Linked DNA regions of Mus musculus: regions 2 and 3 are each linked to region 1. A link is a contact called in public HiChIP or PLAC-seq data. All regions are on one chromosome and are shown on one strand. The core of a region is the stretch at or near the end of the contact, and the rest is flanking DNA. Distances in the headings are between cores, read along the strand shown.

Region 1 (4,752 bases), core at 1,219-3,718:
ACTTGATGAGACAGGGTGGGTTGGTACCCATTGGAGGCTTACCCCTTCTCAGAGAAGGGGAAGGAAAGGGCTGTGTGAGGGGGAGTGGGAGGAGAGAGGGGGCTGCAATTAGGATGTAAAATAAATAAATAAATAAATTAAAGGGAATAAAAGAGAACCTGTTCCCTTCTTTTCCACTGGGGGTTGGGGTTTGGGGAGACTCATTCTGTGGCCAAAGGTAGAATTTGAACATACAATTCTGGACCATATTCAAGGATGTAAAGCTGGAAGAAGCAACCGTAGTGTGTACCAGGTGAGTGTGGAGCCTCTTCTTAAAGGGCCCTCGGGGCAGGCTGCCTGTGAAGGAAGCAGAGCACAGATGTTGGAATCCTCCCTAAAACACAGCTTGGCTTCCTTCGAGCCTTCTAATTAGAGATGGCAGCCTTCCCACCCTCTGCAGTCAGTCTCACTTCTCACACAGACCCTTGACTTGGGTGTTCTCCTTCCCAGTCATCAGCTGGGGCAGCCCTCAGACAATGAGCAGTTTTCATAGTGATCCTAAGATGACATTCATATAGAGGTAAGTCCATAGACAGAGGCAGCTTAGGCGAGAATAGTAAGGAGTCTGTCTAGGATGCCCTCTTTTTCTTCCTTTACACCTTTGATGCCCTGCGATTAATGAATTTATACTGGGATGAATGAATCTGCTAGAATGAAGAGAGGGTCTATTTTTAGTTCCAACTGAGATGAATAAGTAAGAGTCACATGGATCACTACATTAAGAAAGACAAAAAGAGCTGCCCATGAACTCTGTCATTGATTATTAATGCCTGCCAGGGAAATGTATTTACCATCTTCTCTACTTGTCATGAGTTATTAGGGGCAGAAATTGTGCCTTATTTAGTGTCGGATACTAGGGCAAAGGAAGCTGAGGTGTCCCAAACTCTGGGCACCGTGTGCTGCTACTAAAGAACTTTGAAGAACAAACCTGTAAGCACAGATTGCAGCCTTGTACTACAGAAGGGCAGGGGGGGATGGATAAGTGTCCAGGGATTTTGCAAGCAAGTTGATTTACTGTTGGCACCTTGAATTTGAATATAACTTACACTACAGAAGGTTCTGCCCACATTCAGAATCAAATATTAGACAATAACCAGAATGACACTGAATGTGTACCTGCTCCTGGGTCCTCTGTGCCCAGGTAGGCGCTGTGCACAGCAGTGTCTGAGGACCACAGCACTTGGTGGAGAGGTGAGAGGATCTCTTGAGGTTATTAGCCAGTCAGCTCAGCTGAAGCAGTGAACCCCAGGTTCTGTGGAAAGCCCTGTCTCAAAAGATAAAGTAGAGAGCAATAGAAGAAGCCGTCTGATGTTGACCGTTGACCTCTGCACACACATGCACACATGTAGCACACACACACACACACACACTGGCAGAGAGGGGGAAGAAGGGAGGGAGAGAGAGAGAGAGATTGAGATCAAGCGCAAGCAAGAAGAAGTATGGTCTTGCCTGTCGCCTGGCCTGGCTTGCTTTCTATTGCTGTGATAAAAACCACACCCAAGGGCAACTTGGGAAGGAAAAGGTTAACTGCACCTTACATTTTACTCTCTATTCCTGAGAAAACCCAGGGCAGGAAACTTTAGGCAGGAACTGAGGCCATGGGGGCAATGCCACTTACTGGCTTTCTGTCTCATGGCTTGCTTAGCCTGTGCTCTTATACAACCCAGGACCACCTGCTGGGCCTTCCCATATCATTCATGAATCAGGAGAATACACGGCACACTTGCCTACAGGCAAGCTGAAGGGAGCGTATTCCCAGATGAGGTTCCTCTTCCCAAATAACTCTCACTTGTGTCAAGTTGACAAGCTAACTAGGACATGATCCATTTTACTTTGTCTAGGCCTATTCTCAACCACCATCTTTTTCTTAATCCTTTCCCCCACATGGTCGGTACCCTTCATGGAAACACAACATCCACCTTCTTTTTGTTATTCCTAATAAAGCATCTATCTTGTGATAGACCCTTAAGCCATGCATGTCTTTGGGAAGAGAATTATAGAAGTCTCCCAAATGAGAGTCCTAGTTAATAGGTTGTAACGCTGGGGCCTGCTGGCTACCACTGGATTGGATTTACCTCCACTAGGGGGCACTCTTCTCCTTAAATGTCAAAAACTCCAGTTTAACTAGAACTATATACTGCAGTGGTAACAATAGAAATATGGATTTCCCTTTAGAAATAGCTGCTACTGAGCAGAGCTTTGGAAAGGAAATAGATCATGAAGGCTATAGCATCTGCGAAGAAAACATTTGGCTATCGCAGCACATTTACTCACTACTGTGGACATACCAGTTGACAGTGTCTCCTGTGGGTTGTGCTACCGTGAAGCCCTAGGTATTGTCTAAATTTTGTTTTAAATTCAATTTGGAGTCGTGCGATCCAATTCAACCATGGGACTAGCTTCTTTAGGATCAATCCCAGAAAGATGGCAGTCAATGGTCCCAAGCCTTTGTTATGCAAGCAATGCTGGGCTGTGAAACAGATTGTCCAGCTCACAGGGCTAAGAGGGAAGAGAGTCAATCCTTGCATATGTAGCTTCCTTTTCAAATATCACACACACACACACACACACACACACACACACACACACACACACACTCACACACACACTCTCCCGTGCTCACATCAGAGGTCAGCCTCGCCTACCGATGTGTATCTGACTGCTGGCAGGCTAGCTGGCCTTAGAGCTCCCAGAGATTTCTCCTGTCTCCACCACCCATGCCACCACAGCAGCACTGAGATTCCAGATGCGTGCTACCGAGTCTGCTTTAGGTTTGTTTGATAGAGCAAATGCTATCCAGTGAATCACTTCTCTAGTTCCTACCATAATTAAAACAAAACAAACAAACAAACAAACAAACAAAAAAAACCCCAACATCTTCAGATACTGCATTTGAAGCGAATGATGTTCACCGGGCCTTTGAAACTTGCACCGTCATGACTAGGTGATGATGGAGGAGTCAGAAAGAGGTACTGTCTCACCTGCCAGAGACTGTAGACATCCTAGATTTCAACACTTCAAGGCCAAGTTACTCCTCCATGTCTTTACTTCCCTTTCTTGAAGAATTAGCTCATGCCTGACTTAAAAATAGCATGGCGCCAGCTATCCTATAAGCGTTACCTTATTCTCAGTCACCGCCCCCTTCCTCCCGGCGGTATTATCCCCATCCCCATTTTACAGAAAGGGAACCCGAGAGCCCTGTCAGGAACCTCTGTCAGGGATTTCCCTGAGATTGTACAGCTGATATAGGACTGGTTTGGAGAGGGCCTGAAGCTCTCTGGTTTTGAGACACAGAACAGGGTCTTTATTGATCAATATGCACCGAGAGCCTTCTGTGGACCACAGAGGCCTTGCTGGCTCCAAAGGTTGAGTTTTCATTTCAAGCCACGGAGAAGGTCTGAGGAGAAAACGGTGAAGGAAAAATAACACATTTGAGAAGTAGCACGCTGTGAGAGGGAACATGAAGGCCAGTCCCTTCTTACCCACACACTGCGAGGCATTTGAAGCAGGTTGTTTTGAAATCTCTCTAAGCTTGTTTCCTGAAGTAAAAAACAAACCCTAAACGTTGAGATGAGCCCCAACCCAAGGGTGCTCACGTGCTTCACCCTAGAGCCACAAGCCCTGAAACTGCCAGTCTTTTTCTCTGCTGGGGCAGGGTCACTTGTTCCCCGGGCCTGTGTCAGCATCTCTTTTCCCATCTGAGTTTCTGGTCATTCATTTCCCTTCCTCGTGCTCTTCAATGCTGAAGCCCTTTCCTGTTACCACCCAGAGGGTGAATGGAGGCAGAGCGGAGAGAGGCTCTAATGGAGCTTTCTGAACCGCTGTCTGTGGCATGCTCAGTGTCCGTGTCTTCCATAGGGGCGCCTCAGTGTGGGAACGCAATTCAGAACCAGCCAGTATAATCAGTAGAGACAATGGAGAGTGCCACCCACATCACAGCGAGTCGCTGAATGTATACCGCGGTTGCTATCAACCTTTCAATCAAAGCAAAACAATGTCTTTCTAGACAGAAGAGAGGACCCTCTCTAAATCAGATGGCAAAGGGGTTTGTGCCAGCCTAGTGGAAGCCCTTCAGGTTCCAGCGCTGGGTCCCTTCCCAGCAGAAGTGCATTGTTAGAGATGAACAATTGTGTGCATAAAGAGAAGGTCCCATCTTGGTGTTTGGAGGGGGTGGGAGCAGGGCACTAAAAAGACTCATTTGAACCAGGAGAGTGTGGAAATCATTTTTGTTCAGCGGCGCTGCAATTCCCGCTTTTCCCTTTTTGTTGGAAAGGCTGAAGTAAAACGCCTGGCTTAACCCACTCTACCCCCAACCACAACAGAATAGCTGTTTAACAGGGAGCACCTCTCAATTGCTTACACACACACACACACACACACACACACACACACTCCTTCACTATCTAACATCTCAATCACTAAAAATCAACAGGAAACATTTCAAGACCTCAATGGACAGCGGAACGACACGGGAAAAAGGAATGAGCCATAAAGGAGAGAACACAAAGGGCAAAGAATGAAACATTCAACACATAGCAAGAGAAATCCCAACTATGACGAAACAAGATACCGTGGCTGCTCTTTCAGTTGCTGGAGAGTTTAAGAACGACCCCAGAGAAGGACCTTGCCTCTGTGTATTGAGTTCTGGAGAATGTATATGAAATGTACAGGTATAAGAAACATAAATACTTAAGACCCTAACAGTAGACTCTC
Region 2 (4,752 bases), core at 1,498-3,997, 250 kb after region 1:
ATCCTCCCCGTGGGAGTTTGATTGAATTACATTTTTCCAAGGAATTGGTCCTTTTCTGTAGATCATTAATTTTTTGTGCAAAGTGTTATTCATATATTCCTCATTTATTCTTTGATATCCTTAGAGTCTAGAATGACATCCCTTCATTTCTGATCTTTGTACATTTTAACTCCTGCCCCCCCCCACACACACACTATGTGTGTGTGTGTGTGTGTGTGTGTGTGTGTGTTCATGTGCATGGAGTCCAGAGTCTTCAGGCACACCATCTGTTTCTTTTGAGGTAAGGTCTCTTATTGTCCTGGAACTGATCAGTTATGCTAGGCTGCCTAGCCAGCGAGTCTAGGAAGCCACTGAGTACCAGGGGTCCTTCTGTCTCTACCTGTGAACATGTTTACGTGAATTCTGTGCCTTGAACTCGGGTTCGAATATTTTCAAGGCTGTACCAAATGAGCCATCTCTCCAGCCCTGGTTTTGTTCTTGAGAACCAGCTCACACCAGTATATGAGCAGCAATACGAAGCAGATTGTCTGAAAACACAATTACATAGTATGTAAACATAACAGAAATACTCTTCAGCCAACTTGCCCAGAGTTACAGTTAAACGCAGCGATCTTTCCCAAATATAAGCTAAAAGCAACCGAAAGTGGAAGACACATTGGGGGACTCTCCCCTCTGCCATGGTTGCCATCCAGATTGCTTTAAATGGGAAGTAACAATAACTCGGTTGTCAGAGTAACAGCAGTTACCGGAGGCAGGATTCTGAAGACAGTTAGCAGTGATGGAGTGAGGAAGCTGAGCACTCAAGAAAAACTCGCTGAGAAAGTCAAAACTCTATAGAGTCAATATTACATACTCACCTGTACATAAAGACAGCTCTGGTCCTAGAATGTATTTACAAAAGAAAATAATAAAGAGGGCATTATTTTAAGATGAAAGTAACTACTAAGCTACTCAAATAGATAAAAATTTCAGAAACATTATCTATTTAGGTCCTTTTTATACATTTCAAAAGCACATGAATCAACCAGGAATTATACATGAAGAGCTACAGGTATAGCTGTCTCCACGTGTCTTCCCTCTTCCTGCTATAGTTAAATAAATAATAATTTAAAAAAAGTCAGCAGTGCTATTACTTATACAATAATAGTTTGCGGCCTGGAAAGCCTTTTCCCAAACGCTATCCCATTTGTCAGCATGGGAAGAGGTGGTGCAGGGACCGAATGAACCCAAGGCTGTAAGGCCTCTGCTCTCCACAGAACTACAACCAGCCTATAAGTGTGACTTTTGAAAGCTGAATCCCATGATCGCTTCCCGCCACATACAAAGAATGCCCCCCATCCTGCCCTTCTCCTTGAAACTTTTGTGAACAAACCCTTTGAGCTCATTCCATCTCTCCGTAATATTTTGTAATAGAATTAGACCAGAACCAAGGTGGTTTGTTTTGTTTTGGTTGTTGTTGTTGTAACCCAGGTTAGTGATTAACTCAAAGTCTCCTTGCCTCTTCCTTCTAGGTGCTGAGATTCCAAGCACATACGATCATGATAAATCAGTTGAGCCTCTTCCTCCTCCTCCTCCTCCTCCTCCTCTTCTTCCTCCTCCTCTTCTTCCTCTTCCTCCTCCTCCTCCTCCTTCTCCTTCTCCTCCTCCTTCATCTTCTCCTCTTTCTTCTTTATTTTTGGTTTTTCAAGACAGAATCTTTCTATGTAGCCCTAGCTGTCCTGGAACTTTGTGAACCAGGATAGCCTCGAACTCAGAGATCCTCTTGGCTCTCTCTGCCTTCCTCTGCTGGGATTAAAGGTGTGTGCTTCCACTGTCCGGCTTTTGTCTTCTTTTTTATAATTTCCATGCTTCACTAGGTCTCCATGCCCAGAAGAGCTAAGGATTGGTGCAGAGAAGTGTATTTGCACAGATCGAAACCATAAACCAGAAGAGACCAACTCCATTCTGCCTGGCTCCCATGAGACGTCTGCACAGGAGGATATTGATGAAGGAAGCCCATGTCATATTGTAAACTTACTTAAAACATTATGGGGCAGGGTGAGGGGGTTGGGTCTGACAAATTATTTTGGTTCTTCAGTGTGAATTTTGTAGATGAAATGTCAAAAGGTAAAGTGGGTGGGACATGTCTGAATCTTAACCCATAAGGAAAAAAAAAAAAAAGCAGTGTGGGTTCTTTACCAAGTCCCTTTTGTCCCCAAAGGCTCTCCATGATTCTGATGCATTTTGGTTTTGCTTTTGATGAGTAAAGAATGTTTGGCTGGTTGTTATTGCCAAGGGTGTTTATACCTTTAATCAGTGACTTTGTCAGAGTCCAAGCTGTCATGCAAAGTTGCTACTCAGAGAACAGTATAGAGCCGAATAAGAACACTGTGCTGATCTCAAATGCTACAAATTCATGACCCACTCTGTGTTTTCAAAAAATGTATTTTTTTTTCTTGAAGAGTTTTGGCACTCCAACTAAGCTTAGAAGGATTGCTACCGGGGTTCCAGATGAACTGACTTCCTCAAGCAAGTTTTAAACAGTGTCTGGGGGATTGAAGCAGAGGAAAGGGCTGATACAGGATCGGCATCCTGAAGAGCCGCATGTCTCTGAGCTACTCGAACGCCCCTCACTTTGTCTCAAGGGACTGTCCATCTGTTCACGCTGTCTGACACTCTCTGAAACCAAACCTGCTGTGACCAACTTGGCTCGGTGTGAGAAACTGTCAGCTTGCTCCAGAATGTAATAATGTACCGCCTCCAAGTACCTTAGCACCGTTAGCATTTCCTGGAGTCTCCGCCCAACAGTCACCGAACAATGGCCAGGTAGAGCCTCTTCCTCTCTTCCTCTTCCTCTCTTCCTCTCTCTCCCTCTCCCTCTCCCTCTCTCTCTCCTCTCACCTCTCTCTCTCCCTCCCTCCTTTCCCCTTTCCCCCTCCCCCTTTCCTCCCTCTCCCTGCAATCTCCATCTCTCTCTTTTCTCACGTGTCCTCGATCTTCCCCTCTTCCTCTCTCCTCTCTTTCTGTCCTTCTCTGTTCCCCTTCTCCAGGTCCCAAATAAACTCCCTTTTATATTCGGCCCTTCGCATGGTTTGGTTGTTCAGGGAACACCTTGGTCGGGCCTGCCAAGCATCCTCATGCAGCCGGTTTATAAAACACAACTACAGTCGCATCTGAAGATGCTAAGAACAGGCTCCTTGTACATCTTCTAAAGTGACCCTCTTGGGCATTAAATACTGAGACTAAGTTCGTTGAAGAAAGATGAAAGGGGGGTTATTGTTCCATTATTTTAATTAATTTCAAAGTTTTATTTTTACCCCCTGCCCCAAAATTCCTCTTTAGCTCTCTGTGTGTGTGTGTGTGGGGGGGGGGTAGATCATAAATTTAAATATAAGAGGAGAGGAAGTGGTTTTACAGCCCAATACACATTATCTGGGTAGCACAGACTTTATCTTCCTGTTTTGTGTTAGCCGGCATGGATCACCAGAGCTCAAACTTAGATTGGGTTCATTCAAATAAGAAGATCTGAGATGATGGCTCCAGCTATGAGCTCCTCCAGGGACCAATACAATTACCTAAGGGGTAACTAACTAAACATCTAACCTTCTAAGTGAGTTGAAAACAAGTAAACCAGCTAAGCCTTCCTGTCTCCTCTTTGTCTCAGCCTTGATAATCAAGACAGTTTTCCACAGCCTCAAAGAACAATTTTCCCTCTTTCTGAAAACCTTTCATAAGGACACACCCAGGGGAAACCATTTGCATTTTGATGACATCCTTTGTCCCGAGTCTTACTTCCAAAGCCTGTTATTGTGTTGCCTAACTAGATTGATAACTGCTTCATTTACAATCCAAAAGACTTCTTAAAAGTTATACAGGGAATTTAATAGGTAATCCCAATTGTGTTTCCCAAAGAGCCCAGAAACCAATTATGCTAACCCTGTTGTTTTAACTCCCTGGGGTCTACCACAGTGCCCTTTCCCCACCCCCACCCCTCAATCAGTAGGCAGAATTTTGTTGTGAAAATACCAAAGTGCCTTCCCCGCTTAGGGGAATCCCCAGGTATGGTTAGATTTTCAATCATGTCCAATGCTTAAGGAGGCTAGAGCCAGCACTACCCACACTGGAGAGCTAGGGCCAAGATCAACAAACCTGTTAAAAATGAAACCCACCTGATGCTCCCTGAACAAAGTATACCCCTGGTGTTGCTCTGCCCGGAGATTAAAGCTGTTAGAACCGGAGGCCGGATGAGATTCCAGGCAAGCTTCCTGTGGGCTCCAGAAGGGATAAGACTCTCCCGAGAATAGGGATTTCTACCACGCTGCTGCATATTGTCACAAAGGAAGCCAGAAAAAGAAATGAGACTCCTAGCATCTCCAGTTGTCTCCCAAGCTGGGCAGTGACACCTGGCTGGGTTGCTCCAGGCTCTCTGACTTTATGAAGCACATTCATCTTCAGTCTTTCCATCCATCCCTCGAGTCCACATGAAGTTAGCTCAAGTGACGAATGGACTTCTAGACAGTATGTTTGTTGAAGTATAGAAATACAGAGGAACGGCACAAATTACGAATACAAAACTTGATAAATTGCCACCGTGTAAGTGTGCTCACAAAACTACCCAGGCCAATGGAGAGAACCCCCAGCCTGTTCCTGATGTCTGAAAGGGTTGGTGAGGCTGAACACCCCTCGTGTATACGATCATGCTTGATATTTGGATACACTCTCTTGCTGCTGTCTTTTTGTCTCTTTTACTCCTCTGCATATTGATGTATCTGT
Region 3 (4,752 bases), core at 1,373-3,872, 200 kb after region 1:
TATATATACATATACATGCATATATACACAATACATACAAACACACACACACATATATATGTATACACATTAAGTAGACGTGAAGTCTTGGGCCTGCTAGGTTGTAATAGTACACAAGAGGCATCCACAAAATAGTTTGAGGGGATAGCAGTATATCTGTGCACAGTGACTGAAATCTATGGAGTCTTAGGCACCCACTCTGTCTCCTCTCATTTCATCCTCCTGGCCACCTTTCAAGAAAGCTTGCGCCAGGCAGTGGTGGTGCACACCTTTAATCCCAGCAGTCAGTGAGAGACAGAGGCAGGTGGATCTCTGAGTGTGAAGCCAGCCTGGTCAACAGAAGGAGTTCCAGGATAGCCAGGGCTACACAGAGAAACCCTGTCTTAAAAAGACAACAAAAGCAAGAGGGGGGGGGTTGCATCCTGTTCTAATTCAGTTTTCTACTGATGTGAAAAAGACTATAACTATAAACAACTTGAGGAGGAAAGGATTTACCCAGAAACATCTGCCTGGGGGTGGTGCCCAGGGCTGGGCCCTCCCACATCAACCATCAATCAAGAAAATGCCCCACAGGCCAATCTGATAGATACATTTTTTTTCCAGCTGAGGTTCCCTCTTCCCAGATGACCCAAGCGTCTGTCAAGGTGACAAGAAACAAAGCAGCACATGGGCATGACCCTCTGTGAGGTAGCCAGGGCCCAGAGCCGGGATGGAACCTGTAAGTCCTGTTTCCTCATGTTATCTGGCCATCACCCACTGCTGAGACTTTGCCTTTAGACCCTCACTCTAGGATGTCATAGCCATGTCTGTAGACAGGGACAGCAAAGGGCTCCTGCATCGTGGGTTTCCCGAGTGCTTCCTCACTGCAAACCACACCGTTCCCTTTGCTCTGTGGCATTCCAGCCCAAACAGCTTCAAGTCTTCCTTTTCCTAAAATGCATTTTCCTAATGTCCTTCCCTCCTTCCCTAATACTTAAACACTCCTGTTCTCAGTCACAGCAGCCCAAACCACTGGTCACGCAGCCATCAGGAAAAGCCCCCAATTATTCATGCCCTGTCTTTCTTCTTGTTCGTTCAAGTACATTTTTAATTTTTTTTCATCCAAAGTGTTCTCATGGGAAGGTTCTTTTACCCCAGACACCCACCCACTCCCCTCCTACCCTTCCCCATCTGGTCAACTCCTCTCATCATCGAAAACTGCCATCTGTCAAAACGGCTGTGTTATAAGTAATACACAAATCACTGTGGGGCGCTGAGATACTTGACTAATACCAGGTAGCAGCTTCTCCTGAATAAAATGGAAAGAAATGGCCTAACGTTACACTTCAGGAATGTAAATTCAACGGAAATGGGAAAATGCTAATTGCCAGTGGAGAAGGTTTCTTCTTCCCCAAAGGAAGCTACATACTGTCTGTCAAAGAAAAAGAACAGGTCTCCTTGAGCCTCTCAGCCTTCCCAGTTCCCTAGGTGCCCAGGTGCGCAACACCTCCAGTGTGAGGGTTTGAAAGGTGAACCGCTGTCTTTACAGGTGTGCTGGAGAAAGCCCTGGGTTCAGGAGAGCAATTAGAAGGAATGGTGGAGCAGAGCCAAGGCCAGATGAAGAGAGAGCTGCTGGCTCCCCTGTAGAAGCACATGGGTAAGGGCGGAAAGCATCCTTAAGAGCAGGGGAGAGGAGAGACAGCGGGTGGTCTAATGATGCCTCGGCATGCAGAGCGGAGGATACAGTTTTTTCAAAGAAGCTCACTTTGGTTAAACTGAAGGTATTTTATACTTTTTGCTTGAAAAGACTGTGGCACTTGGTACTGTTCCCAAGGGTAAAACTCTCTTGGTCCCAACTTTAAAGGCTTGGGGGAGGAATCAGTGGGAAAATTGGGCAAAAAAAGAAAGACAGGGGTTAGGGGGAGCAAACAAATAGTACCTCAAAACAGAACTAGTAGGGGTATAAGACCTTTACGAGCTCTGAAGCACCCAACTACGTGGAAGATCTTCCCTATGCCAAGAAGGAAAGAACATCACTCATTAGCAGCTTAGCAACTGGGATGTTGGAGGTATGACTTAGAGCTCCAAAAAGGGCAATCCTGAAAGAATTACATGTCCATGTGACAGTTGTGGAAATGAAGACATCACAGCCAAGAAAGCAGGGTAGTAGAGCCAGGTCAAAACTCATCTCTACTCCAAAGCCTGTGTTCTACCAAACCCTGGTATTGCTGAAGCCATTTTTCCATGATTCATGGTTAGGAAACTCAGACGTTTCAGCATTCTAAATCCTCAGAGTAAACCGCTCAGAGGCCAGCCCAAATGGAGGGGACTCTTCACCAGTTGCATTGAAGGTTTCTGACGGGACTTGTAAACGATAACCACTGTTAGCAGTCCGGGCTACACATCCCAAAAGGATGACCCTTCTCGACACCGCCCAGACTGATCTGAAACCCCTGGGCTGCAAAGATCCTTCTTGCTCAGCCTGCCTAACATCCATGTCCACAGGCAGCCTGGGCCAGTGCACTGACCTCCTGGGATGATCTAATTCTTCAACTAAACGCCCTACTCCCTCCTGGGTCTTCTGTTCCCTAGGTCTCAGAAACCTGTACTTCTAAACCTTGCTCAGCTGATTCTTGATCTGCTACCAGAGCTGGTACCCACACAGACATGAGATAAAAACAGACTTCAGATTTCCTTTCTGCTCTGTCACTTGCGAACGCAATCACAATGCAATCAAACAGAGCCACAAATCCCCCATCCAGAAACACTTCCAAAGCAACACAAAGCAATCACGGAATAGTTTGCTAAAATGAAGGCCAACGCTAAGCATAAACTGGGGCAGGAAAACCGCCAGATGTGAATATATTAAGCTTTATTTTAGGGGATCGCAATTGGAAATTGTTTTAACCATAGTGTGTGGGCGTTGTGAGGTGACAGATGGCGAACAACAAGCGAGTGGCATTGAAGAGGAAAGTGCTGGGTTTAGCAGGTCTACCTTAATCCAGCCCTACCTCTCTCTGGCCACTGTTGTGGGGAGCAGTGTATTGTTTCCTTGGTTCGCCTGCTCTCTGGCTACACCAGATTCACTCTCATTTTAATCCAGGCTTGATCCTTTAAAACAAATCAGGTCTCAGATGTTACTATTTCGAACTGTAACAGTAATATCTCAAATGTATCCTGCATCTGCCCCTCCACCCCCCACCTACAGAAACTCATCAGCACCCCTGTCACCAGTCTTGGAAAAGCCCTGAGGGTTTATTTTCATTTTGTAGTACAGGGGATGGGTCCTAGCATCCAACAAGTTAAGCACGTGTTTGATCTCATGCCTGACCCATCACTGAGTTTTAAGCCTACTTTCACAGATTCTTTGAGGAGTGCAGAAACCTTGTCCATAGCAATAAACTGATCTATACCCTATACGTGGCTCATATGGTCTTTCTTTATGGGAACTCCAGACAGCGTTTCAATGGCAGCAATCTGCAAAATGGACCACAGCATCTTCTTGCAACTAAGTCTAAACTCTGGGCTCCCCAGAGTCAATTCTACAGGACTTTAAAAAAAAGATTTATTTATTTTATTTATATGAGTACACTGTAGCTGTCCTTAGACCCACCAGAAGGCATCAGATCCCTTAACTGCTGAGCCATCTCTCCAGCCCCTAAAGGACTTTTGATGTCCTTCTGCTGGGTTGCTCAAACTGTGAGATAGCTAGCTGACTCGTACCTTGAATCCCCACCCTTGAATGAACAGGCAAGAGGATTTTGAGGCCAACCTGGGCTACACAGGACCTTGTTTTAAAGGTCAAAGCAAACATTTGAGATACACAATTTGGGACGCAGGAAAGCATCCAATCCTATGATCAAGATTTGACTGTAAGCATGGAGGGTCATGCACACTCCAGTGATGCGATTCTTAAGCATTCCTGGTATATTCTCGGACAGCACATACCTACTATATTTATAGAGCTGGGCTGTCCATTTAGCTTCCTGGGCCAAAGCTAAGATGAAAACATTACTGTCTGCCAATCATTGTTCAAACACTTCCCTTGCCCTTACCAGGTCAATCAGATTCAACCAACATGAGCATCCTCACTCTATTTGCCTACAAAGTGTGCCCATTTTCTCCTTATCCTGTAGTAAGCATGACTGAGCATCTCCATGGAGTATCGCGTAAACCTGTGAACCAACCCTGTCAGTGGTTGCTGATACTCCCTAATCTAGGCACACCTACCTTCTACCACCTTGCCTGGAGCATCTCTTGTCTCCCAGGAGTCTAAGAGTGCATTTAATTCTGAGGTACCGTCGTGAACCATGAACCTGTCACCTGGGTGGTGCTGCCTACAGATGGCTTCATTTGAAACCTTTAAACCCAGCACTCAGGAGGCAGAGGCAGGCGGATTTCTGAGTTCGAGGCCAGCCTGTTCTACAAAGTGAGCTCCAGGACAGCCAGGGCTATACAGAGAAACCCTGTCTCGAAAAAACAAAAACAAAAACAAAAACAAAAAACAAACAAACAAAAAAAAAAACAGGAGACCCTGTTTCAGAAAGGGAAAAAAATATCGAAGACTATGGGAACACTGAGTTCAAACCCTGGCACTGCGAAAATTACAAAGGGCATCACTGAAGAGCCATGAGTGCTCACCACCCTACTCCTGAAGCAGGGAGCACAGAATATTCTCTCTATATGTGAAGCCAGATGTTTTTCAGTGACCTACCTAGGCAGCGATCCCTAACATAGAAAAACGAGCGACGAGCCTCTAGCGTGTTATTTAAA

Evidence for each region. HiChIP or PLAC-seq counts read pairs in DNA pulled down with a chosen protein or histone mark.
Region 2: a contact with region 1 is called in a RAD21 HiChIP or PLAC-seq map of pro-B cells, with 5 times the contacts expected there. The contact joins two enhancer-like sites. A contact is called at or near these places in 2 of 15 datasets of contacts at CTCF or cohesin (large pre-B cells and pro-B cells), 10 of 484 Hi-C or Micro-C datasets (CD8 T cells, the G1E-ER4 cell line, Th2 cells and 6 more) and 8 of 115 datasets of contacts at active chromatin or transcription factors (the 230-238 cell line, differentiating embryonic stem cells, embryonic stem cells and 4 more).
Region 3: an H3K27ac HiChIP or PLAC-seq map of regulatory T cells shows a contact between it and region 1, with 5 times the contacts expected there. The contact joins two enhancer-like sites. A contact is called at or near these places in 1 of 39 promoter capture datasets (hippocampal neurons), 3 of 15 datasets of contacts at CTCF or cohesin (CD8 T cells, large pre-B cells and pro-B cells), 41 of 484 Hi-C or Micro-C datasets (the AML12 cell line, the AtT-20 cell line, B cells and 31 more), 16 of 115 datasets of contacts at active chromatin or transcription factors (CD8 T cells, Th17 cells, bone marrow-derived dendritic cells and 11 more) and 1 of 9 other capture datasets (embryonic stem cells).

What each region holds. Positions count from the first base shown.
Region 1 is chr8:34,483,008-34,487,759 of GRCm38.p6, forward strand. It overlaps Gm46038 (a long non-coding RNA gene), which reads left to right. Exons shown (of 3, transcript XR_001778545.1): 3 at 4,472-4,752. Among named protein-coding and RNA genes, the nearest start is that of Gm40489, 3.6 kb to the right of the region's middle. Within about 2 kb of position 2,469, at least 20 of the 459 cell types and tissues checked have an H3K27ac peak or open chromatin away from gene starts, as enhancers often do. A contact at or near this core is called in CD8 T cells, pro-B cells and regulatory T cells, where this site is marked.
Region 2 is chr8:34,729,109-34,733,860 of GRCm38.p6, forward strand. No RefSeq gene overlaps it. Among named protein-coding and RNA genes, the nearest start is that of Gm46069, 42 kb to the left of the region's middle. Within about 2 kb of position 2,748, at least 45 of the 459 cell types and tissues checked have an H3K27ac peak or open chromatin away from gene starts, as enhancers often do. A contact at or near this core is called in CD8 T cells, pro-B cells and regulatory T cells, where this site is marked.
Region 3 is chr8:34,683,714-34,688,465 of GRCm38.p6, forward strand. No RefSeq gene overlaps it. Among named protein-coding and RNA genes, the nearest start is that of Gm46069, 3.9 kb to the right of the region's middle. Within about 2 kb of position 2,623, at least 8 of the 459 cell types and tissues checked have an H3K27ac peak or open chromatin away from gene starts, as enhancers often do. A contact at or near this core is called in regulatory T cells, where this site is marked.